Regions from separate parts of the Callithrix jacchus genome. Here region 2 is linked to region 1. The links are chromatin contacts, called in public Hi-C maps. All regions are on one chromosome and are shown on one strand. Each heading gives the region's core, a stretch centred on a gene start, on an enhancer-like site or on the middle of the called end of the contact. The rest is flanking DNA. Distances are from core to core; before and after follow the strand shown.

Region 1 (5,904 bases), core at 2,338-4,837:
GCACCTGCAGTAATTAATGTTGATGATGCTTCCTATGAGAGGCACTGTAGCTGGGTTTTCTGACAGCTCCATTCTCCCCTGTTCTACTGCCCGAAACCATAATAAACTTTCAGTGCAGCAGAGAGAAGCATACTGTGGAGGGAACCCGATTCCTAGCTCTTTTCAAGCTATACTGCACCACCACAGGAAGGCAAGCCACCACTCAAGAGAGAAAAGGTAACATTTGTCGAAAGGATCTTCTAAGGGGGCGCTGTAAGAAGGAACCACGAAAGCAAAGGAGTTGGAACTGTAAGAAAAATAGTCACATTTTGTTCAACTTGGTCAGGAACAATGATATGCCGAGGAATCATGGAAATTAACTCCATGCTTCTCCACTCTGCAATTCACAGATGAGAAAAGCTAAGTATGTACACCTCCCTCACTGCCGGCTTCAGCACAGTGCCTATGCCCGCCAACTGGGCAAATGCAGAATCATGTTCATAAAGATGTGGGTGACAGGTGCTGGGAGGGGGAGATGCATAACTACTCTCTTTATAATGCAACTCTCCAATTCTGCCAGTCTAAACATGCCCTAATGGTCTCCCTGTGATCAAAGAGGCATCCATCTTTAACCGTGTCAATTCACTGCCAAACTCCACACTCCCAGCTATACATCAGTACTGGGGAGGGTCACTGAGGCCCCAGCTCCAGCAATTTGTAAATGAGAACACGTGCAGCTGGACACTTCAAGCTTCCTCCCCACCCCATCCCCCACCCATGTCCAAAATACTCTCAGAAAGCAGCTATAATAACCTCATACCAAGAACAGGCCCCAAGACATTCACCCTGGGGAACTTGTAGGTTTGAAAAACAATAGTAATCTATTTTCACTGCTTCTTCCTCAAGTCTATCTCTTTGGTCTTAAAAGGGTCCAGAATTAGCCATTCCGGCATAAAGATTATTTTGAGCTAAACAGCATCTGAGTTCCTTAAATTCTTTATCTGCCTAAAAGCAGAGCCTCCCAAAAGAACTCGAACGTCATAAATCCCCTTGCTGGGGGCAACTGACAGACACTGACACAAAAATATTCTATCTTCTATCTATTCTGCTAAAGGCCCACTTATCTTTCCAAAAATTCACTTGTTCTTCCTAAGTGGGCTTTCTCCACCCTTTCTAACAATTCATTTGTCCTCCCAGAATTGCCTTCCCCCCCACCCCACACCCCATTAGGATGGTAAATTCTAACCTCCTAAGAGTCACATTTCGTTGTTAACTCAAATCTGTCTTTTTTTCTTCTTGCTAATCCATCTTGCATCCATTTAGTAGACTCCCCAAAACTGAACTTAAGTGGGTAGAGAAAAAAGTCCCTCCTTTTTTTTTTTTTTTTTGAGACAGAGTTTAGCTCTTTCGCCCAAACAGGAGTGCAGTGAAGTGATCTCCGCTCACTGCAACCTCTGCCTTCTGGTTTCAAGCGATTCTCCTGCCTCACCCTCAAGTAGCTGGATTACAAGTACTCGCCACCACACCCGGCTAATTTTTTTGTATCTTTACTAGAGATGGGTTTTCACCATATTGGCCAGGCTAGTCTCAAAGTCCTGCCCTCAGGTGATCCGTCCGCCTCGACCTCCCAAAGTGCTGATATTAAAAGTGTGAGCCACTGCACCCGGCAAAAGTCCTTTTTTTAAAGAAGTGTTTCTTCTAATTTTTATGTTATACAACTTTAGAAGTAGGGAATGTCACACAAATTAGCACTGCAGATAGACAAGCCCAGTAACTAACTAGCTTAAGGCGGGACTTTCACAAAGTAAGTGTTAAGAGACAGTGCGTGTGAATGAGGAACTGAGGCCAAGGGTTCATGGTATGGTTGAGTTGGACAGAAAATGGGACAGACCTTAGAGAATGGGCAGTGAAGCAGTCACAGGCTCTGCCTTTCAAGTCGAAACAGGAAGGCTTAGGTTTCATGAAGTGTGACGTAATCCAGTCACAGCATGACAACATGAAGTATGACCTAGACTACCCAACGGGGTCAGCAGAGACTGCCATTCCCAACCAGCCCCTCAAACAACCTCCCTCTGGAACAGAAATTGGCTTGGGAACTCAATCATTCACCACAACGAGAACAGACAACCTTGCAGCCCTGGGCTTCCCAGGAGAATCTATGCTGCACTCAACAATAAAACCATAACAGCACACAGCTAAAGGACAGGGTGGCCTGCAATTAATTAGGCTCTAAGAAAGTCCTGGATATGCTGGGAGGGGCCCATTTAGAGCTCCGTAAGTCTAAGACCTATGAGACGAGGTGAGCACTCGAACGCTCTCTCAGGGAAGTACAGTCCACTGGAATCTCCTTCTCCCCTAAACTGAACTCATTATAACTGAATGGGAAAAAGACAGATAACAAACATCAGCATGGAAAAAAAACTTCACAAGGAAAGCCATCCAAGCAGGGGTCCACACCATTAGACTTAGAAGCCTAGAAACAGATCGCTGGGATTTTTCTAATCCCATGCTTCTCAAACTGGGCCTTTCAATGAGGGTGGATGGCAACTAGTTACACAGGAGTGCTGGCCATAGAACGGTGTGGTCCCTTTAAATGACAGGGAAGGCGGGAAAGGAAGTGCTGGGTAGATGAAGGGAGTGGCCTGTGACTAGGGCTCTACCCCCAGGGACCTAGGTGAGGACAGGCCCTGTGCCTTCCTGCCCAAATGTTTTGTTTTCCACGATCAACCTGCCCGGCCACGCCCCTACCCTGGGCCTTTGAAAACCAGCCAGGTGCAGTGGCTCACACCTGTAATCGCAGCACTTTGGGAGGCAAGTGGTTCACAAGGTCAGGAGATCAAGACCATCCTGGCCAACATGGTGAAAACCCATCTCTAATAAAACAAATACATACACACACAAAATTAGCTCGGCATGGTGGTGCACGCCTGTAATCCTAGCTACTCAGCAGGCTGAGGCAGGAGAGTCACTTGAACCTAGGAGGCAGAGATTGCAGTGAGCCAAGATCATGCCACTGCAATCCAGCCCTGGTGACAGGGCTAGCAGGGAGAGAGACTCTGTGTCAAAAAAGCAAAAATCAAAACGAAAAACCTGAGACCTTAAAAAGGCAGAGACACAAGCAGCTGGACGTCCTGAGAAACACATCGGCGGAAAACAACACACGATGTGTGACACACGATGTGGCTGTGGAGAGCAGGCCACAGAAGAACACTGGCAGGCCGGCAAGCCATCGACCAGCAGGCCTCAGGGAAAACCATCTCCTTTCTGGCTCCCCCATCTGGTGAGAGCTACTTCTATTCAATAAAACCTTGCACTCATTCTCCAAGCCCACGAGTGATCCAATTACACCAAGGCAAGGAACAATGGGTCACAAAAATCCCTCTGTCCTTGTGATAAGGAAGGGGGTCTAACTGAGTGAGCACAAGCCATATATAGACAGCAAGCTAAAAGCTGCTGAGGCAGGCAAAGGAGGAGGTGAGGCAGGAGCTGAGGCAGCAGGGGCACATGGCTGACAGTGAGGTCATGGATGCCCTTCACGAGACCATGGCTGCCTGACAGAAGCAGCAGACTTCCACCAAGAAAGAAAAGGACCAGGCCTGGAAGATTTTGAAGGATCCGGAGAGGATCCTGAAACTGCTGGATGGGGAGCCCTCGCCCCTGCTTCAGGCTGCCTTCTTTAGCCTGGGGGATGGGAGCGGAGGCCCACTTCCTTCTTTGTGCACAGGAAGTAGTGGCCTGGGTCTGTCCCTCAAATGTAGGCAGTCTCTGGAGGACCATGGCCCTTTCCCCGAGGCCTTCTGGTCTAGCTCTGTACAACCAGGACACAGGAAGCCCTGCTGGGCTGGCCTGAGGCATAGTCTCTGCTTGGTCCCCAAGATTGGGGGGGCGGGAGGGGCCTTAGTTTCTGGGTCTTGCTCTTCCTATTCTCTGCCATCCCCCGCTCCCTAACCCCCTAACCCTCTCTCACACTCAAGGAGGACTTCTCCCTTGTGGTTTTGTAAAGCGCAACTTAAGAATAAAGTGACTGCTGTGGTTTTTCAAAAAAAAAAAAAAAAAAAAAAAAAAAAAACCCTTTTAACACATGCCCACCCAGACCTTCAGCTGTAAATTCACCCCTAGACACTGCCGTGGGGTTGGAGCCCCACAGCCTGCACCTATGCTCCCCTAGAGGTATAAGCATAGGGGCACTGAAGAAGTGAGGCACACCCCCATCCCAAGCCCTGAGAGCGGGACAAGGGAACCTTCCCCATTTCACTAGAAGCCGTAAAATGTAGCAACGCTTTTCTGTGTTTTCTGCTACCTTTGAGATTGGTTTGCTCTTTCGGATTGGTTTGAGGATAAATTTGGAATTCTTCATCCTCAGGGCACTGAAAATCCAATGTGTCAACCAGCTTAAACTGTTAATCTGCTCGACTTCAAATAAATAAAATGTATTTACTTAAAATTTAAAAATTAAATGTAGCAAAGCATGGCATCGTGAGTCCCTTTCAGGAATACCGCAGGCCAAGATATTCAAGCAAGTCATTAAAGGTGTCAATGAAATAAACAATTTACTGACAGAAAATCTAAGAGCAAAACCTGGAACCAAACCTACCCGTGGAGAAACGACCCCATTTTTGTGCTTGTGACACAAACAAACCTGAACTTGATTTCCCTGGCACTGGCAGTGGCGGGGAAGGTGGCATGCTACCACCCTCCAAGCCCTAACATACGGCTCTAACAGGAGGCAACTTTTTTACATGAAGCTAGGATTCCCACAGGCTGCATGTCTTTCCTGACAAGCTGAAAAACTTAAGGGGTGGTCATGACAATTTGGAATCCAAAAATCATCTCTCAAGACCTGAATTGAGTTTAAATAATGTTGGACTGATGACACTCTTAAGGTATATAGCAAAAACAAACATGAACCCTATGTAAGGAGAGTTTATTCATCTCAGGCCTCAAAGAATCCCCCCCAAATAACTTTTCACATTCAGGGGAAATGAAGCACCATGAGGAAAACCCAGCAGATGTCAAACTGGAAAAATGTCAGTCAGTAATCTGAATCATTCGCCTATGTTAAAACAGATAAAAGCCAAGTTTGAAAATATCTGCATAACAGGAAACTAACACCTGAAAGTGAACACAGAAACTACCACCGAACAAACACTGAAACTAACATTTGAATGTAACCTAACATTCGAAAAGAACCAAACAGAACATCTAGAAATCAAAAACTAGTCAGAATTAAGGCTTTTACTTGGTTGTAACAACCCATTTTTCTATTAAAGCAAACGCAAACCTACTTATGAAGTAGAAAATAAAAACTTCACGAATTACATACACCACAAAACTTCAAAGTCCTCTTCCAGCAGAGGGAAAGGCCCAAGATAGAAAAAGCTGAGAAACACTTTTTTATAGTTGAAAATCTTCTCATTGACTCCTGATAGATGAGAAAACAGCAGTTCAAGAAGAGTATTTAGTGACAAGAGAAGGATTAGGAAACTATTAATTATCATTGGAGAATACACAGTAACACTGTATCAATACTTGAATTAACACTCCATGGAATGCATATAATGGGATTCTGAGACTCACACTTGGATAAATGAAAGGGTTCGTTTTCTGTTCTGGCCAGGGGTGCTAAGAGCCTCTGCTGTCATGACAATGAAAAACCAATGCATTCCCTTCTACACTTCACAGTGGTTAAAACAAAGATGACAGCTGACCCTATTTGCCCTTCTAAGAATTTTTTTAAAATCTCTCTATCCATCAGCTCCTCTAGGGAACTGGCTCCATCGCCGTCTATCTCTGCGCAATACTCTCTGAAAGGTATCACCACCCTAAACGACCCTACAGGCTAAAAATGTAACAAATTCCATTTTCAAAGGTAAGTCACTGATTCAGCAGTATATGGAATTGTCCATCACAGAAGTATGAATTCTG
Region 2 (5,904 bases), core at 1,403-3,902, 190 kb after region 1:
CCGTGCCTCCCGCGGCTGCCGCCAGCCACGGTGTTGCAGCCGGACGCCCGGACTCGACACGATCCGCGGACCGCCCGCAATTAAAAAAACCCACCCAACGCTGCTCTCCACCTCAAGAAGGTCCGGAATGGGAGGCGGGGTGGGGTTCTCGTCCAAGTTCTACCCCATTTGCTTTGTGGCTGCATCCGAAACGGACGTGCCCAGGGAAGGCGTCCAGCTCGAGGCAAGGTTGCCTCCGTGCAGTTTCTACAGCCGGAGTTTAAACTAGTCCTTTGCATTCTACCCAGCCCTCTGCAATGCGGATGTATTTTAATTCTTAAATTCTTTATGAACAGCTTTCTAAGTTGGACTTGATTATCTAACCTTGAATTTCTTTCACACTTGAAGTTGACGTGTCTAGATAAGAATCAGCTCTCTTGAAGAAGCATTCAGCTTTTCCATTAAATTTTTTACAAAACCAGTGCACCGAAGGTCATCTCTCATTACACACACCACAATGATCAAAAAGGGAAAATATTAACACCAATCTGTCTACTCAACTTAAATAAAACTTTCCTCTTACGCTAAGGTATGTTCATTTGGCCTTTTCTGAAAAAATGAGTTCTTTAAAGCACGCAGCTAATCACAGATCACTGGAGTGCATATTTGGTTAATCCCTTGGTCCCCTTCTTTCCTCCCTCCCCTCAAACTTAAAAAAAAAAAAAAAAAAGGCACCACACACAAAACAAAAACACTCCTCATGCCAATCAAAACGTAGCTGTACTATGCACAATTTAACTATTCCAAACCATTTAAATCTCTGAATAATCACCGAATTTCAGAAGCCCAGTTAAGAAAAAATGACTTGTAGTTACTTACATATGCATTCATACACACTTAAAAACATTAGCCATAGTGTGTGCCCTTTTCCCCTAGAACTGGAAATCATGAATTTTTCAAACAAAACCAGCCTCATTATTAAATTAAAGTCAAACCCAACAAATGCTTTCGCTGTAACATGATTCCCAACTGGTTTATGTTGCAAACCAGATAAGCCAAAATGACCACAGACATTAAATTTAATGTGCCAGTGCAAAGAGAAGATCGCCATAATCGGACCCTCGATTGCAACTTAAAGGGCTTCCAACAAACACGCGTTACACGATTTTTCCAAATAACATTAATAATAATAACACAGGCTCATTTGCATGCAAAGTGCAATATGGGGCCAAATCCGCTGGAGAATGCAGTTTAGTTACATTACCGAAGCCCCCGCCACCTCAAGCTCCACCAAAATCCCTTGCCTTTCATCTAAAACTAGATTATGGTTGTGTCATTCGAGGTCAATTTATTTACTTGAGGTATCTCTACACCAATCTGTTTTTTCAGCCAAACTAGGCAGACACCACTTTGCTTGAAAAGCCCTCTTTCAGAAAAGAAAGAAACAGCCTTATCGGACGCTGTGTTTAAAACCCTTCAGCTGCAGAATTATCTATAAACTTGACATTCACAGCCATTGCTTAAAACTGCAAGTCAAAGGATGTGTTGTTAGGAGCACTTACATATTTCTTCTGAATGATATTCCTCTTGGGTCTTTCCTTGCTCATTCTGAGATCCAAATGCTGATTGCAAAAGGGGACAATTGCTTCATGAATTTAAAGCCGTCAGAAATTTGCAAAAAAATATCCTGGTGGTTTTTATTGTTGTTGGTGGTGGTTGATCTTGTAATCCGACTTTTCTTCCTCTTCCCCCAAAGCCAGATTCGCCTTGAAATAAATCCGAAATTGGGAAGGAAAAAAAAAAGAGCCAAAGACGAACGAAGCAAACAAAAAAAAATTCACTTTAGTAAAACACTCATAATGGAAAATTTCCCCCGAAACACATACACACACACACAAAAAAAAAACCGACGCCCTTCACTCCCCCCCCTTTTTCCTCCAAAAACTACATCAGCGAAACGTGAAGGTCCTTAGTGTCTGATCCGTAGTTACATCTTGGAAAAGAAAAGGGAAAGATAAATAAAAAATGTTGGAAGTCACGTTTGTGCTGCAGCAGCAGTGCGAGCAGAAGAGTCAACTCCAGCGGCGGCGGCGGCGGCGGCGGCAGCACCACAGCGAGGGCTCGCCGAGTCTTTTTTCCAAGCCCCCTAACCAATGAGAGAGAGGCTATCCAGCCCAACTTTAAATGGACTCTGCTTTTATACAAGTTAGGGCTCCTCGGGTAATTCCCCGCCGGGCGCCAGCCGAAAACTCCCACCGCTCGGCCGCCAGGCGCCCGCTTAGCCCGGTGCCGACCGCCCCTGGCCCAGGCCAGGGCACCCCCGCAGCCTGGCCAACCAGACACCCGAGCGGCCTCGACGAACCCCTCCCAGGCAAGCCCTGGGCGTCGCTCCCACGCCGAGCACAGGCGTGAAATTGAGAGAGGCTCCCTAGCTCAATGCATGGCACGCTCCGTCGCTCCACCTCACCCCCTTTCCCCTGCCTGCCGCTCACCCCACGGCCGCCCCACGCCAGCACTCGCCACTGCCCTCGCGTCTACCTGCAGCCGGGCTGCTGGGTACGAGTGCCCCAAGGCGCCCGGCCCCGGGGAGAGCCGCCTATTCCCGGGGCACCTTAGAATGGTCCCCTTGATCTTCTGGAAGTTGTAGTCCCCCGACTACAAAATGGCTATGGCCACGGAAGCTGGGAACTACAATTCCCAGCCTGCCCCGCAAAGACTGTCACTCAACTCCCCTCCCTCCCTCGGCCCCCTCCCCCTCACCGACCGTGCCAACAAACGCTTGGACGTGTCCCGCGTGCGACACTGCTAGAGGCTGGCTCGGGATTGGCCCGCGGAGCGTGTGGTCCGCGAGCGAGGAACTCCCCACGCCGGCCCCCCTCCGGCCCCCCTCCCATGGCGGCCCCCTCCCCGCGCGCCCTACCCCCACCCGCGGCGCTAACCGCCTGTGGAATCGAGGAATCGCGCGCGCGCCCCCCAGAGCCGCGGGGGAGGGACGCGAGGCTTCCCCGGGGAAGGCCTCGGAGCGTGGCGGCGAGGGGGGCGGTGTCAGGGAGGGGTTGGAGCCCGTCCTAAGGAAAACTGGGCCACGCACCAAGAGGAATCCTCGGTGCGAACTAGTTGATCGGCGGCGCCTGCTGCTTGTGCAGTGCAGCCGGTGTCACCTCAGGACAGCGCCTCGCGTCTGTGTACAGAGCGTGCTGCGGGCGCCTGGGGTAGTCCCAGGTCACCCTTTCCGCGCCCCGCAGCAGCGCACACCCGCACGCGCAGGGTAGGCGGTGGCCGGGGTCGCCTCGTGGAAGGGCCACGCCCCCCCCACGCCTGGGCTCGCCACGTGGCTCCGCGGTCGCGAAAGCGCCTCCGCCCGACCCGCGAGGAGGACGTCCCTGGTGGCTCGGGAGTGAAGCCCTGGCTGCTGCCTCCCGAGAAAAGAGCTATGTTTAAAGAGACTGGGCGGGATCTTTGCTTTGCCAGGCGGATTTTGTGATAAAATACCGCAAAATGCTGAGGTAAAAATGAGTGGAATATGGAGACCGAGCCGCACAGACACACTGTAAGGAAGCATCTCGAACACTGAGTGCCAGGAATATCAAGTGCCCGGGCCACGGGAGAGCCTGCTTTTTACCTGCCTCCAGCCAGCCCCCTGTCGTGCTCGTTTAATCGCTGAAATAAATGAAGTAGCAGGCCCTGGCGTACCGCTTTGGGCCTTCGCCTTATTAACAACTTCGTCAAGTCTCGCATTGCCATTCTGCCTTGTTAATTTCCTTGTTTTTCGCTGTGGTTTTAGAGGAGCAGCGTCTTCCATTCTCAGGCTAGCCTTGGAATGAAACGTGGCAGAAGCGCTCCCACGGAGGCACACCCGTATATTTTATTCTACCAATTCCCTAGACTTCAAAAGTCTATATACTCGGGTCACACAGTTGTTTACTTGCAGCAGTGTTTGAAGAGATAACCATGGTGTCTAGAAAGGTCTCAGAAACCCGAGGTGAGAGACCAGACCTGGATTCACATGGCAGCGGAGAGCCTCTCTGAGCTTGTCAGTTTCCTCATCTGCGAATTAGTGGTGATCAAACCTGTGGGGAGGATTATATGATAAATAACTAACCTAGCTTAAAGCTAGGCACGTTACTGGAAGCTTTTGGTAAACGAAATAAAACGCCTTTTCGGAAGGGTTTTTAGTTATTATTTTACCTTATCAAAAAATCTGAAATCAAATAATTGTCTCATGTTCACTTCAAAATCGGAAAAATAAATGACCTTTTGTGCCCTGAATACTGCAAAACTTGTTCTGTTCGCTGGTGCCATTTCCTGGGAAGGATCCAATGGGGCAGACTCCAGTAGGGCCACCCAAGGTGTTTTCAAAAGACTCTGATCAATAGGACTGGCATACTGGGAATCTCCACATCTCCACGTTGTTAACATTTTAAACAGCTTTCTGTAAGTTTAACGCAGATCTCTCATTCCCCAGGCAAATATTAATGAACAAAGGTGGGTTTCTTCTGGGTTCCCCTAACTAGCCCTGGAGACTGGACTTTTCGGTCCTGGGCCGGCAAACTCCCCTTCCAGACTACCAGCTCTGGGTCACCTGGTGTGAGAAACCATTGTGTGAAGTTGAGGCCTCAGGGCAGGGGAAAGGAAGGAATTTGCTCATTTCCAAAAGATTTGAATAATATTAGTGTTGTTTTCCCTGAAAGGGAAAAAGATTGGCCTTCTTAGCGGTTGAAAGTCTTTCCTGTTGTGGAAATAGACTACTCCTAATGAACTTCCTCCCCCTACCATCTTGGCAAGGCCATCCAAGGCTTTCCTTGCTTTTTCCTCCTCTTTTTCATTTTCTGTAAGTCAAATGCACTCTTTCTCCTGCTGATTTTCACATCTCAAAGCCTTGACCTCTTCAATTGGAGGGGCAGGGGTGAGAACATGTCTAGGTATGTTGATTCTGTTAGACTGTATGCCAGCACTGTCCTCATTCCTAAGGATACAGGAAGCTCAAAAGTCCTTTTCGAAGAAGCACACAGCTCAGAAGAGGCAAAATTCGCCAGGTGCATTGGCTAACGCCTGTAATCCCAGCACGTTGGGAGGCTGAGGCAGACAGATCACGAGGTCAATAGATCGAGACCATCCTGGCCAACATGGTAAAACCCCATCTCTACTAAAAATACAAAAATTACCTGGGCATGGTAGTGTCCGCCTCTAGTCCCAGCTACTGGGGAGGCAGGAGAATTGCTTGAACCCAGGAGTCAGAGGCAGCTGAGATATCGTGCCACTGCACTCTAGCTGGCAATAAAGCAAGACTCCATCTCAAAAAAAAAAAGGCAGAGTTTACAATGGATTGTGATATCTCCACAAAGTACTATATCAGCAATGTAGAAAAGAAGGTAAAAAGAACACATGGCTAAGGCCGGGCTCAGTGGCTCAAGCCTGTAATCCCAGCACTTTGGAGGCCGAGGCAGGTGGATCACGAGGTCAAGAGATCAAGACCATCCTGGTCAACATGGTGAAACCCCGTCGCTACTAAAAATACAAAAAATCAGCTGGGCATGGTGGCGCGTGCCTGTAATCCCAGCTATTCAGGAGGCTGAGGCAGGAGAATTGCCTGAACCCAGGAGGAGGAGGATGTGGTGAGCCTCTATCACACCATTGCACTCCTGCCTGGGTAACAAGAGTGAAACTCCATCTCAAAAAAAAAAAAAAAGAACACATGGCTGAGATGACTAGGTGTGAAGGAGTTTTGAAGTATGTGGAGGGGTTCACATACATACTTAAGGAAAGTGCATATTTCACCCCTTTGCATCGCATCCTGTTTGCTTACGTTCTCCACTTTTAACGATTCCAGTTCTCTCTAAATAAAAACGAAACTCACTAAAGTCAGAGATGATGTTGTTTACTTCTCATACCCTCCGAAGCTCCAAAACATTCATCGCATTTGAA

Evidence for each region. A called contact is a pair of places that touch in the nucleus more often than the background predicts.
Region 2: a Hi-C map of skeletal muscle shows a contact between it and region 1, with 4 times the contacts expected there. The contact joins the promoter of JARID2 here to the enhancer-like site in region 1. A contact is called at or near these places in 2 of 3 Hi-C or Micro-C datasets (both in skeletal muscle).

The regions. Positions count from the first base shown.
Region 1 is chr4:15,295,449-15,301,352 of calJac240_pri, forward strand. The region is part of intron 3 of JARID2 (jumonji and AT-rich interaction domain containing 2); the gene reads right to left. Among named protein-coding and RNA genes, the nearest start is that of JARID2, 190 kb to the right of the region's middle. Within about 2 kb of position 3,588, at least 2 of the 16 cell types and tissues checked have an H3K27ac peak or open chromatin away from gene starts, as enhancers often do. A contact at or near this core is called in skeletal muscle, where this site is marked.
Region 2 is chr4:15,486,378-15,492,281 of calJac240_pri, forward strand. JARID2 (jumonji and AT-rich interaction domain containing 2) reads right to left here and starts at 2,653. Exons shown (of 18, transcript XM_078368303.1): 1 at 2,518-2,653; 2 at 1,542-1,745.